3 separate regions of the Danio rerio genome follow, and all the other regions are linked to region 1. The links are chromatin contacts, called in public HiCAR-type and HiChIP or PLAC-seq maps. All regions are on one chromosome and are shown on one strand. The core of a region is the stretch at or near the end of the contact, and the rest is flanking DNA. Distances in the headings are between cores, read along the strand shown.

The links. HiCAR-type assays count read pairs that join an accessible place to other places. HiChIP or PLAC-seq counts read pairs in DNA pulled down with a chosen protein or histone mark.
Region 2: a contact with region 1 is called in an H3K4me3 HiChIP or PLAC-seq map of gastrula embryo, with 3 times the contacts expected there. The contact joins the promoter of prdm14 here to the promoter of ncoa2 in region 1.
Region 3: a contact with region 1 is called in a HiCAR-type map of caudal fin, with 10 times the contacts expected there. The contact joins the enhancer-like site here to the promoter of ncoa2 in region 1. A contact is called at or near these places in 9 of 18 Hi-C or Micro-C datasets (caudal fin, embryo, hematopoietic stem cells and 2 more) and 4 of 4 datasets of contacts at active chromatin or transcription factors (caudal fin, embryo, gastrula embryo and 1 more).

The regions. Positions count from the first base shown.
Region 1 is chr24:15,704,874-15,709,516 of GRCz12tu, reverse strand. ncoa2 (nuclear receptor coactivator 2) reads right to left here and starts at 1,850. Exons shown (of 22, transcript NM_131777.1): 1 at 1,761-1,850.
Region 2 is chr24:15,917,046-15,921,688 of GRCz12tu, reverse strand. It overlaps prdm14 (PR domain containing 14), which reads right to left and starts at 2,490. Exons shown (of 7, transcript NM_001163831.1): 1 at 1,944-2,490; 2 at 1,515-1,573; 3 at 524-791; 4 at 214-416. The coding sequence starts at 2,490. It overlaps LOC137489222 (a long non-coding RNA gene), which reads left to right and starts at 2,467. Exons shown (of 6, transcript XR_011008603.2): 1 at 2,467-3,174; 2 at 3,420-3,563; 3 at 4,281-4,397; 4 at 4,490-4,531.
Region 3 is chr24:15,877,471-15,882,113 of GRCz12tu, reverse strand. ncoa2 (nuclear receptor coactivator 2) reads right to left here. Exons shown (of 22, transcript NM_131777.1): 13 at 1-183. Among named protein-coding and RNA genes, the nearest start is that of prdm14, 39 kb to the left of the region's middle. Within about 2 kb of position 2,368, at least 10 of the 62 cell types and tissues checked have an H3K27ac peak or open chromatin away from gene starts, as enhancers often do. A contact at or near this core is called in caudal fin, pancreas and skeletal muscle, where this site is marked.

The DNA of each region.
Region 1 (4,643 bases), core at 601-3,100:
TTCCACATTACTGACTTAAATATTAGTGTGCACTTTTTTTTTGATTTGCACAATATATCGTTTCAGTATCGTGATCGCTCTAATAGATTATAATTACAATACAGCCTTTCTGAATTATTATTTTTTAGGCTTGTAACTGTGAAAATTTTAAAACCATTCAGGCATAAGAAATAGCACCACTTGATTTAAAAAAAAAAAAATAACGATTAATTTAATTGAATTGTTAATAAAACAGAGACTATTTATAATTATGGATTAGATTATTCAATTACTTTATACCTGAATATAGATTGACTCATTGGAAAACAATAAAATGCTTTTTATTTAGATAGTATATATTTTCTTTATTAAATTAATATATGCTTGTAGATTGTTTCTTATATTTTATGCTTATACTCTCCAACAGAATCATCCCAATCAATCTAAAATAATAAATTCTTTCTAATATCATAATATTACAATATTCAATGCCAATATTGTGCCCTAATAGACAGACAAGCACAGACATGCTACTCTGTTTAAACCATAAAAAACATAAGGATTTTGGTAATCACCAGTACTGTTAGTTTAGTGGTTATTGCTGTAAGCTGTTAATGGAACCATTAATAAACTAAATCCTGGATATAGAATCGAATACAAACAATTAACGTTACCGATCCCCACGATAGCAATCCACAAATTCAAATTAGAAATAAATAAAACAATGACCTGCGTTTATAAAGAGAAATTCCATCAAAACTGTATGAAAACAAACACTCAACCAGATATGCATGGCCAAATAAGAACTCGCGCATCTCCCTCGTGTTAAACTAATGAGTTATGAGTTAAATGCTAAGGTGCATCTAAACATGACCTAGACCCACTGAACTACCCGGCGTTGTGACTCGTGACGTCAGACGACCGTAAAACATCGTCACGGCGACTACGAACTCAGTCGACCAAAGTAAAAAAAATCTTCTGGATGACAAAAGCAGCCCATGCTCCACATATAATAGCGGAGTCCAGGCAAATCACGAGGTAAAATGCTAATTAGCAGCATTCCCAATCCCATCCACCGGCGCCCCAACTTTTCCTTTCTCCACGGAGTCGAGCTCCCGAAAACCGAACCGTGGCGTGCAGTAGTTGAGCAAAGAGCTGACTCACTAATCTCAGCCCTCGCTGAGACTGTCAAATAACACCGCGCATTTACTTTCAGCACAGCGATAGCAACATTATTGCCTTCAGCCTCTAACGTTAGCTTCGGAACTCGCGATGTAACACGAGTGTTCCCGGGGAACTCCATTAACACGTTACAATGTAGCACTTTTCTCCGCCCGCTAAAGTTAAAAAGCCCACAAATAATGTTCAAAGCAGACTCCAGCGCGAGTCAAATGGAGGCTCGCAGGCTAACGCTAGCCAGGCAAATAAAGAGGGGGGAGCTGGCTAAACTTAATCGCTCAAATGCAAGCAGCGCGGGCGAATCAAGTAAATCAGCGACACAGCCGAAATGTTTGAACAATAACTGCCGTGCCTCCGCTTGAAGGTCGCTCAAAGAGATTTGTTTACACTAAGGCAACAAGCAAAACAAAACTCCCCAACTCTGCAAAGTGACCAGGCTGAAATAGCGAGCGTAGCTGGTTTAGCAAGCTAATGCAGGATACCGCCGCCGCGGAACTGTGATTGGATCCTGCAGCGAGTGGGTAAAAAAATCGCGTTACAAAGCCTCCACAAACCGCCATTCACCGGCAAACATAGAAGATTTGCAACCATGTCGAACTTACGGTGTTTGGTTTCCTCCTAAATCCCGTGCGTTATGTCCAGCTCTGACCTTCGGCTTGGTGAAACAGCATTATAGTTAACTGCCGCCGCCATGTTCCTGCTGCCGTATGCCTAACGATGGCTGGCTGCTTGTTTATCTCGCCAGCAAAACCTCCCCCACATACTACGGGCACCAGTATCTACTCGTTTACTCTAGCCTGCATAGCAACCTTGCAGCGAGCAACGGGGCAAAATGATGATACAGCAAACATAAGGACACGGCTCACCAGTTGGATAGCAATTTCCTAGGCTTTGTGCTTTCTAAACTCCAAGTGGATGTTTCATAATATTAGAGAGGGAATCAAAGCTGTGTCGAAAAGGCAGTTTGCCACATTTAAAGTGCTGCTGTGGGAGAAAAAGTGTGCCAGAGTGGTCAGGTTACGAGCCCTTGTTGTTGTTATTCCAAAGCCAAAGCAATCTGCACTCTATTATCAATGTCATAACAGGTTCATTAAAAACCAAGTTAGATGAGCCACGCTGGAAACCAACATCACATCCTGCTTGTGATGATTCACTTCAAGGCTGTTGATGTACATTTTAAATGTTTGTTTTGCCTAATTTAATCAAATAGAAACTTTTTAGGAAAACAAAACAGTACCAGCTTTTGGAAGGGATGGTCCAAATGTTTTGTATGAAAATAGTAAAAAGCCTAATTTAAAAACAAATTTACCAGTGTTTTTTAAGTTTAAATGTTCAATTGGTTGTCAGGCTGGTCTTAAAAATGTATAAAATTTAAGTCAAATTCAAGTGGCCCAAAAACACAGGGTATATTTACAGAAATAAAATATGGTAAAATACAATCCTATAATATGAATTTCTCAAAAGCCTATTCTAATTAAGTCAAGATGTATTGCCTTGATTACAAAATGCCCATTTCACAAACAATTAGGCCATTTTATCTGTAAAATTGAATGACAACAAGGTGTTTTAATTTGAGGACAGTAAACCGACAGATGCAATTCTATATTGTACCAAGTGGACAATCAATTAATTTATTAGGAAGCCTCGAGACATAACTGCCTTAAATTAAACCCAAGATTTACAGAAAAATTATCAATTGTTGTTGATCTAATTGTGAAATTATCACTTTAGAAAAAAATAAAAATATTAAAAATAATAATTAGAAAGATTAGCCTATATTATAACAAAATATACAGTGCTCAGCATTTATAAATACACATCTCACGAATATTTTAATTTATTATTTTTAATAGGAAGCTATACAATATTATATTTGTGCATACACATTAGATTATTCAATACTGAAGCCAAATCTGGAGCTTATCTAACAAAATGACTTATGATAATGGTCCAAAAGCTAGTACCCACAAATTTATGTTATAGGAAAATATTAAATGCAAATTTTAAAAGAAGGAAAAATCAAGAGAAGTAAAAAAATGAACAATTTTTTAAAATTGTGTTGTAATTTTGTTGTCATATTTTGCTTCAATTGAATTGTATTATCTTTCAATTTCTAATTAAGTTTGACTAAAATATTATTTTAATAAATATATCTGATTAATAAATCTAAATTGCTTAAATGCACCCAAATACATTGCCTATCTTCACTGAGAAATGGATAAAGCTATTCAAAATGGGGTTATGCTAAACACTGTATGTGTGGGGTTTTTAACATTTTAACCATTACATATATAAACAACAGCAACAATTTGCAATAAAATTACTTTAGTCAGAGCACTGATGTTAACAAAAGTTAGCAATTTGTTAGTGTTTATTAATATATGTTAACATTTAGTAATTCCTGCACTTATAAGTCTATGTCAATTCAGGACAATTATTCTAATACTATTAACCTTTTAGCCTTCATTTCAGTATTGCATTAAATTATTTATAAATTAACATTAGAAATACTTAAGAGGTAGCTAAACCGAGTTACTTAATGTTGACTAACGTAGTAAAATCTTACTGTAAAATATGACCAATAAAATGAGAACAAACTCTCCAGTAAGGCTTACAACATTCAATATTTCATGTCTCTGAACAGTATCGACTTCTCAAATGCATACCCATTTCTCACTTTTCCCCCATATTCCCAGAAAACAAGCCTCTGATAGCCACAAGCTCGTCGAGTACATTTGTCAGAAAGCCAAAGCTTACCGTGATTACTCAGCAACAGCAATAAACCCCAAATGTGTCAGGTATCCAAACAAAACCCACACGGCGACAGGTTGATTTCCTTTTTGAAAATACTTCCATGTAAAGGCGAGCGAGATGAAATATCGAAACAAATCCTGCAGTTCCAGCGCGTGTCGATCAAAGGTCTACATCGAGTGTAACTTCTCTCAGAGGGAAATCTGCAAACAGTGACTTATGCAATATTCTGCTGTTCACACTCTTTTAGACTGGCACGCGCTTGACAACAATTGTGAAACAATACGAGATTGAACGCTGAACTAATAGTGCAGTCTCTTTCGGGACGTTTCGTTCTGACAGAGACGTATATTGTTATAATGCGTTGATAGCTTGTATCTTTGCTTGAGGAAAATAGCCTTAACATACACGTAGAGTGCTTTGCAAAGCCAACAAATATTACTGTGCTTTCTGTTTAAGAAATACCGCGGAGAACAGCGCCACCGTGAGGTTAAGGGAAACATCGTTTAAAAAATGTTCTCACCATTTGCAAACTTTATATGGTCTTTTTTCCTTCTTCTGTTGAACACAAAATCATATTTTAATGAAACCAATACACACATAATGCAAAGCATTTCTACAGAAGTCATAAGCTTCCAGTCTCCAACACTTTTCAAAATAGCTTCTAAAGTGTTCAACAGAAAACTCAAACAGGTTTGGAATAAATGACGAGGAAATAACAGTCTCTTTACTTA
Region 2 (4,643 bases), core at 1,241-3,740, 210 kb before region 1:
AAATATATTTAGATATTTCCCTTTAAAGTACCATACAGATATCTAGATTCTTAAATCCAATTTTTTATTTTATTATTAAATCTTATTCTAAGCCAAGCCATCTTAAATTCGAGTTCTAGTCTCTTATGTGCCTGTTTTTCTCAGTTTTTGTACAAAGGAGCTGTTCTTTCAGCACCATAACCATCAAATGATCATGCCAAGTATTATATTTACCTTATGTGGCCTGTGTTTCTCGTGCACATGGAGAATGTGAATTCGAAGACGATCTCTCTTCTCGAAAGATCTGTTGCAGAGGTGGCAGGGGAATTTTCTGTCGCCCTGATCCACACAGCGCGTGTATTTCAGATGTTTGTCTCTATAGTACTTATAGGCGAACACTTTTCCACAACGATCACACTTGAAACCCTCTCCAGAATCTGGAATAAAGAAAAGGAAACATTAGCAATCTGCAAACATATCTGGACATCTTGTATAAAGTTAAATGATCAATAATAAAAGTGATTAATTTGCATTGTGCACGTACCTTCTGCCGGGAGAGCTTCACTGTCATCAATGAACTCTTTGAGGGTGAGAGGAATACCCAAAAACTGCACATAGCAATCTCCGTACCAAACCAGCAGCTCTTGGCCGGCTCGGATCTCTTTGCAGGCCTCATAATATATCTGTCCGTCACACTGCACCGCTATCAGGTTCTGCTCTTCAGGAAAGCGCGCGCACTTCACCAAGGACATCCAATTCCCTGGAGCGCCTCTTCCATCCACAAAATGACTCAAGCGGCCGTTCTCAAAGATCTACACATATGGGGAACACGCTTGGAATTAAATGCGAGCATCAGAAAAGCACATCTTTTAAAATGCTGTCTTTTTTGCGCTGGGTTGAGGTTTTTTTTTCAAATGTTTTGGATAAATTGTGGTCTATTTTAACCCACCCATATTAAAAATAATAATGGTTGTACAGTTACTACAAATAAATTAAAAATTCTAATTTTTCAGGATGTTATAAATGCCCCCCTCCCCCATCTATAAAGGTAACAATGCGTTTGTTTTCGAGTTCTTTTCAATCTCATCATGGTCTTTGCCTTTTGAATTGATGCATTTCCTTAAGGAGATAAAGGTTTATGTACGTTTTAGTTTATTTAATGAATCTTTGCTGTGCTAAAAGGCATTGTTTTGATGAAAACATAATTACATAAAATATATATTTTATTATAATAAAAAGTTTGTCTGTTGTCAAATTATGGAGTCAGTCAAAGCAACTTGCTCTCTGTGGTTTGCATTTTCTCTACCAATGCAAGCCTTTTTCTAAGAAGAATGTTTGAGTGAAAGTTTTTTTTTTTACTTTTAAAATGTTTCAATTAAGGAATTATGGTAGGTATGTACAACACGCATACACTTTCACCGTTTACCCATCTTGCTCAGTCAGGTTAGCCCATTCTTACACAGCTACTTGGGCCAAAACACAACAATTTTTACAGTGCTTTTATCAACTTTTTTTTCCCCAAACTTGCAATTTACCTCCCACATGAGTGTGTTGTCGTCATAGGTCTTGATCTCACTTGTGTTTACCAGTTTGCCTTGAAAGGGTCCAAACCTGGTGCCTTTTGGAATTGTACTTTTATCAGCGAAAGCTCCATAATGGGAAAGGCTTCCACAAGTAGTTTGGAGAATCGATATGCCTGAAAAATTAAGACACACGAACACACTATGAAGCTGCCATGTCAAAATTCAAATATATACTCAAAGAATGAATAAAAAGTTCCGATACCTTCAGGGAGTTCAAATCCTTCGATATCAACAGGGAGAATCTGGCGATCAGCTAAATAATTGGGGGAGAAAAAGTTTTAAACGAAGATCTTGAATAGTTTTATTCACATTATTATTGTTCCAAGAAATTACTTTGTATTAAATAGACCTATAATAAATTAAAGTGATTCTTGGACCAACCTGTGCTGGGAGGAAATGATAATCCAGAAATAGCATGTCCAGCATTTTGTCCTTGTTTTTTGGAATATCCGTACAGGACGGTAAAGAGGTCCTCCTCTGTAAAACTGTAGGTGCGCGCGTGTTCGGGAGTGGGATGTGCGGCCTGCGGGCAGCTGAAATTGTCCTTAACCGGAGAAGATAAAGCCGAAGAAGACTTTACACTGGACGGGCTGCTGAAATCAGACAGTGAGCCAGTGCTCTGGTCCTCGTGTCTGGCGTTGTACACGCTTTGCGAAGGCTGGATGTGCTGGAAGTACGGAATGTTGGACACATTAAGGATCTGTTCATGGAATATCGCGCTGTTGTGGCTGAAGAAAGGAGTTGCTCCGCTAAAGTTAAATGGCATGATCGTCTGCGCGTCGGTCACCATGCGGCCCAGAGACTTGAGGGGATGGAAGATGCTGTGCGCGCTCTTGAGGACGTCCGCGTAGTGCGCGCCGGGCAGAGATGGGTAGACAGCCAGACTCCTGTCTCTCACTGCGGGGTGACTGGAGAGAGAAACCGACATCTCTACAGCCAATGACTGATCCAAGGACACTTGCAGTTTGAAGTCAGTCCTGTAGACTGTAAACATATTATTTTAATTGTATCATCTTTGTTAATAACAAATAAATAATAAAGTTTACACAGTTTTGTAGTTTGAAAGTGCAGTTAGTTTGCAGGTTGTAACTATATCAACACTTTAGTTTAAGGCATTACCACGCTGATAAAGGATCTTAAGAGGCATTTAATGCTTTGACTAAAAACTTTTTCTTAAAAGTTCTCCTTTTAACAAATTGATTCTTTAACCTATCAATTTATTTTCAGTTAGAACTGTTCACCAAAGGGACACCAAAATTGGTTCTTTATTCTGGAAATATTTGTTGAAGTGCACTGTTAGACATTTCTGTAAATTACACAGTTAATTACTGTATTTCACCCAGTGTAATACTGCAAATTCCTTTTACGGTAAATAACTGTATTTACCGTTGCATTATGGGAATTTAGTGTGACGTCGAACAACATATACAGCGATGTACTGTATTTGTAAAAATTCGTGTATTATACTGTATTTTCCACAACTGCTTCAACGCCACCTTGCGGCGATTCGACTACTCTGCACCACATTTTGCCTGAGGACCCTGGAGCAATTCTGGAGGACAATTTATTAGTGTGCCTGAAGAACATACTGGATTTAACAAACTTTACTCTGGTAAGCTGAGGCAGTGTTTCATTTTACAGAATGTTTTGTGGACGAGAATAGAACAAAGTAAAGTATAAAGTTGGCTATTATTATTTTCTCTGGCTTGGCGTTATTTCGCCCATTTGAGAAATATATCATCTATTAAGATGTTACCTTTATTTAATTTATTACATTAACACTACTATTACTTTAAATAAGACTGTTTATGACTATTAGCCATTGTTCTCGTCATATCTTTTTATTTATTTACATAGGAACCGGTGTTGCAGCGGGTTTTGGTTTAGGAGGGAACCAGAGGTATGCAGACAGTTTTGGAGGACACTTATCACGAGACAACGGTCCGGCAGAGAGTGTTTTCCCCCAGAAGAATATGAATGAAAGACCATCAAATAATCCAGGTAAAAGCGCGTCTGTCTGTGCTGACAACACTCGACATTGATTTGAGCACCTCTATTAGCATATGTTTGCTCGGCAACATTGGCTGAAGCGATCTTAAAATGGTAATGTTAACTGTTAGCTAAACTGAGCTAAGTTTATACTGAATTGGACTCAAACTCATTTTAACGTGCAACGTTTAACTTATATTGATTTATACTTTATATATATTAGATGTTGTGAACTTATTTTTCTCTGGTTTAGAGTAACTTATATCGTTAGCTTGAGAAAATAACATCGCGACGTAACCTATAAGAACGTTAACGTAAATCTACAATATGCATAGAGGTAAAGTTGGTTTTATATTCGCACATTCGTTCATTTAGAAGACTCTTACGTTATACTGTTTACCATGTTACTTTGAATATTCGATCAGAATTAGCATGCCAGTATGACTTGAAATCAACATTAACACTGTTTATTTGACCGTGAGCATGTTGTACTTTGATAGTCGTTAGCTGCTAAAATGATTTCACTATTTAGAGTTTGCAAATAATACTTTTATGAAATTAAATTATTAAGGGGGAAGTCTGAATCTGCTAATATAAAACCAACTTTACCTCTATGCATTATGCTAATAACCACCTTTTTGCTATTTATTGTTTGCTAATTATTTTTTTATCACAACTCTTGACATTTGGTTTAACATAATTGTTACCATTATATTTTTTTCTGTTTAGATATGGCACTGGTACAGCAGCAGGTTTTGTCTGAAGAAACAAACAGCATTTCGGAGGAACATCTTGATCAGCACAGCCTTATGCTTAAAAAATAAGCAAGACCAGTAAGCAACAAAGGTAAACAAATAAAAAAAAAGTTGTGTGGAGGTTGTGGATTGTAGCATGGTATTCTTATCTGTATTTTTGGCTTTTTTATGGTCTCAATATAGAATACTGGGAGCCTGCCTGTGCAAACTGGACCTCATACAACAGTAAGTACTGTACATCTATTTGTTTCTCAATATAGTAACGTTACTTTTAATACAAAATGTGTCACATGTTTAGTTGCTAGCTAAATAAAAAATCTTTTTCCCTTTTTTATTA
Region 3 (4,643 bases), core at 1,119-3,618, 170 kb before region 1:
GCTGATTGGGCATGACGGCGTGGTTTCCCATCATGCCTTGCTGCTGCATGATTGAGTAGGGGTTGTTGTTCCTCATCATAGGATACTGACCCTGAGCGCCTTTAGGAGGCATGTTCATGTCCAGAGACACGCTTCTGACCGGAGGAGCTCTGCCAGGCTGACCGGGCCGTGGAGCAGGGAAATCTGCCAAACAAAACACACACAAAATGTCCATTAAATGACAAAAAATCATAAAAAAAAGTTATGACTTTTTTTTTTTTTTTTTTTAAATGTGACTATGTGTTGCGTGTAGGTGTGGGTTTAATTTTCTTGATTGACCATAAAAGGCAATTTAGTATTTTAGGGCAGAGATTTGCAGACTCTTTTTCTGTTTTAATTGTATACAGTTATTTCTGTAATTTAGTTACAGAAAACTAAGTTATTAATTCCTTTTCAAATATATCCCAACTACTGTTGTTCAACGAAGATACAAACTAATTAATTTTAACACATTTTTTAAACATATTAGTTTTAATAACTAATTTATAATAGTTAAATGATTTTGTCTTTTATAATCTTTAAATGATTTTGAAGACAGTAAATAATATTTTGCTGGTTATTTTACAAGATACTAGTATACAGCTTAAATTGACATACAAAGGTAAACTAGGTATGTTTGGTTAAATAGGCCAACCTCTGGATAACAGTGGTTTGTTTTGTAGTTAGTCCAAAAAAAATAATTATAACAACAATAATGACCCTGGCAGTTTATTTTTTTTATTTATTTTATAAATTAAATTATTGTCTTTATTGTCATTCATTCATTCATTCATTCATTCATTCATTCATTCATTCATTCATTCATTCATTCATTCATTCATTCATTCATTCACCCATTCATTTATTTTCTAGCTCAACTAAAAAAAGACTTCCTTGAGAAGAAAAATATGTTTGAAATACTGTGAAAAAATCCTTGCTCTGTTAAAAATCACTTGGGAAATATTTGTAAAAAAATAAAAATAAATAAATAAATAAATAAAAGAAATAAATATGTAATTAAAATTAAATGTATAAAAAACAGAATTTCCAACAGCTATTTACTATTAATATTATTCAAAACCATTCATGACCATCTAGGATAATCCAGCAAAAAATAGAGCTTAAAATGTCACTAAAATGCAGTATTTAATCAATAAAAATGAGGAAAATAACTGCAAAAAGGTCCACATTTTGAGAAAAAAAGAACCACCCCTTTTACCAGGCTAACTACAGGCCTGGAACCTCTTGTGTTTCTTACGAATTGTTCCCTTGCTGCAATAAGATTAAAATCTTGGAGTCTTTGAATAATTTTTGATCCTGACAATCTTATTTAAAGATGAATCAATTAGGCAATTTCATACATCACTGCTGAATAAAAGCATACATTTAGAAAAAAGTAAACATAAAATAAACATAATTAAATAAAAATATCTGAAAAGTAATGTCTAAAGAGTACTAAAAATTTAAAGAATGCCTTTTAAAAAGTATTTCATTTACAAACATTCATTCATTCATTCATTCATTTTCTTGTCGGCTTAGTCCCTTTATTAATCCGGGGTTGCCACAGCCGAATAAACCGCCAACTCATCCTGCTAGTTTTCACGAAGCGGATGCCCTTCCAGCCGCAACCCATCTCTGGGTCATTTACAAACAATGGTATTAAAGGGTTTCTGTGTAAACATTATGGACTGTACAGTGAACAACTATTATGTAATTGACAAAATGTATATAAAAATAACTCTTTAGCTTAATAAGTTGACAGCAGTTCACAGTCAACATGCAGGCAACTGAAATGATGCAGGTGAGAAACAAAAGTGTCATGAGAAACTTCAGTTCAGTTTCGGTCAGCCTCTGGGCACACTTCAGTAGTTTCTGGGTGTTTTGCAGAAATGATGACATGTATCTAAAAGCAAAGTGCTGCGGGTTCACTTCATCTTCGTGATGGCATAATTCCAAATATTTTTGCAAATACATTAAGACTGTGATTACATAATGTTTCCTTGGCTGACACATTGTGAACAAATGAAGCAAATAAAATAAAAATAAAAAAACCTCCTCAGATTCTTAAACATGACGGCTCTCTATTGGCATCAATTGTCCCATGAAAAATTTTAACATACATGAAACCTTTACAGTCCACAAAATTAATTTCTTTACACTATGAAAAATGAAACATTCCTTTTCATAAATTAAAAATGGTTCTTATATGGCATTTATTTATAACTTTTATGTTGAAGTGTTCAACACACAAACGCATGCAATCTGGATAAGATTATGATGTCAGTGCTGGTTAAAGGTGACATGCGGTTCTTTTAAAGGTAGCTGATTACCCAACAACAAACTCAAAGCAAAGCTCAAAGTGTGTTACATTAGTCTAATCTTCTTACATGTGAGATCATGAGGGTGTGTGTGTGTGTTTGTCCATAAATGTTAGCAATGAAGCAATTACTTGGCTATTTGTATACAAGCAAGCATGCCTGGAAAGAACTTGGCGTATGGAATAGATACAGTATGCATTGCTTCAGATTCAATTTTCTCTTTTAGAGAAGAAACACAGTACAGGACTTTTGCCTAACAACTAAAACACTGCATTGAGCATGTGTCAATGGCACTTTGCAAAGAAACACCACAGCACACACCTGCGCAAACACAGTCCTGTAGTCTGCCATTGTTGTTTTCGTTGTAACATGCATACTTGTATACTGAACAGGAAGTGCACGCATACAAACCATGTCAACATTTTCACAAAATCCTGTTTTTGTAGTTTAGTTTACACAAGATGATAAACATAGTAAAAAAAAAAAATTGCACTTGATTAAAAAAAAAAAAAACATGTTTTTTTCTATTTCGGCTCTGTAAAAAATAACCAAAATGCATTATGTTTCTTCATCCTCCATCATGTTGTAAATGAAAGGAAAAAACTAAACAAAAAAAGACCAATAATAAAAAAAGAAAAAACCAAACAAATCAAAAATCATTTAAGTTTATAATATTTATCTTACTCCATCAAATGTAAAGTTCTTTACATTTAAAAAGAAAAACCACCAGCAAATACATGAAAAACAAGTTAACTTATGCCATATCACCCCTAGGGGTGTGTGTGCGTGTGTGTGTGTGTGTGTATGTAAGCATATATGTGAGTGTGTATGTACATCATGTACATGTACTACATGTGCATACTTGAGTGTGTGCTTACATACATGCGTGTGTGCATGTAAACGTAGATTCACATTTGTGAGTGTTTGCATTGTGTAGATACAGTGCTCAGCATATATAAGTTCACCCATCACAAATCTATCTTTTAAATTCATGTACATTAGATTTATCAGTACTGAAGCCAAATCTGGAGCTTACAGTATCTAACAAAAAAACTGATGATAACGGTCCAAAAACTAGTACAACCAAATTTATGTTATAGAAAAATAATGAATACAAATAAAAAAAGAGGAAAAATTAAGAGAAGCAAAAAAATTTGTAGGTTGTAATTTTTTTATATTTGCAATATTTAGCTTGAATTTAATTGTATTATCTTTCAATTTCTTAATATGTTTGATGACTAAAATATTATTTGAATAAATATATCAGTTTAATAAATCTGTTTTGTTTAAATGCATAAAAATACATGTCCTATATTCACTGAGAAATGGATCAAAATATTCATTTTCAAAATAGGGTGTACTCGATTATGCTAAGCACTGTATATTGCATGTGTGAGTGAGTGTGTACCTATGTATGTCCATGTGAGTGTGTGTGTACATGTGCGTTTGTGAGTAAGTGTGTGCATATGTGACTACGTGTGAATAAAGCGAGTTCGTCATTGTGCGCATGTGTAAGAGCACATGTACATATGTGTATGTGTGCATGTATGTAGACGTGTGCATGTGTATACTGTACATTTCCAAAACAGCCCCACAACATGATGCTGACGCCCCATACTTCACAGTTGGGATGGTGTTCCTAGGCTTGTAAGCTTTCCTTTTTGTCCACCAAATGTATGTAAATAGTTCGATCTTAGTTCCAACGGACCACAGGACATGACTCATTTTACTCAGTGTAATTTAGCTAATTGCAATCTGGCTTTTTTTTTTTTTTGATTGTGGCTTGTTAATTTTCCAATGCTGTCAGAAAAGGTAGCAGTGTGTTTTAGTTTTTTTCTTAAATACTATTCTACAGTTGTGCCTACAATTAACTCAAAGATGGTCAATTAGCCAAACAAAAATTTCCAAAACATTGACACCATTATCTGAGCTTTTTCAAAGGCATAATAATCTTATTGTATGTAAACTTGACTTTCAAGAAAATGTATAACAATTTCTCAAAAATATCTCTCATTATTCTGCTATTAGCATAACAGAAACAAATTTGATAATCCTAACTTACCTAAAAGAGAAAAAGTTTAGTCACATTAACATCTGACTTTTTTTAATGGTTATGTGCATTTTATACAGTGTATGTAAACTTCTGGTTTCCACTGTATTGTATCATACAAAACAAAAGTATAGTCTCATATTATCGTTTAAACCATGGTATCTTAAAATACAGTGTTTTTGGTTATAGTTTTTATAACTTGTATGAGTGCAACATATTATATGACATTATGGGGATGCAGACAGAAACTTAAATAT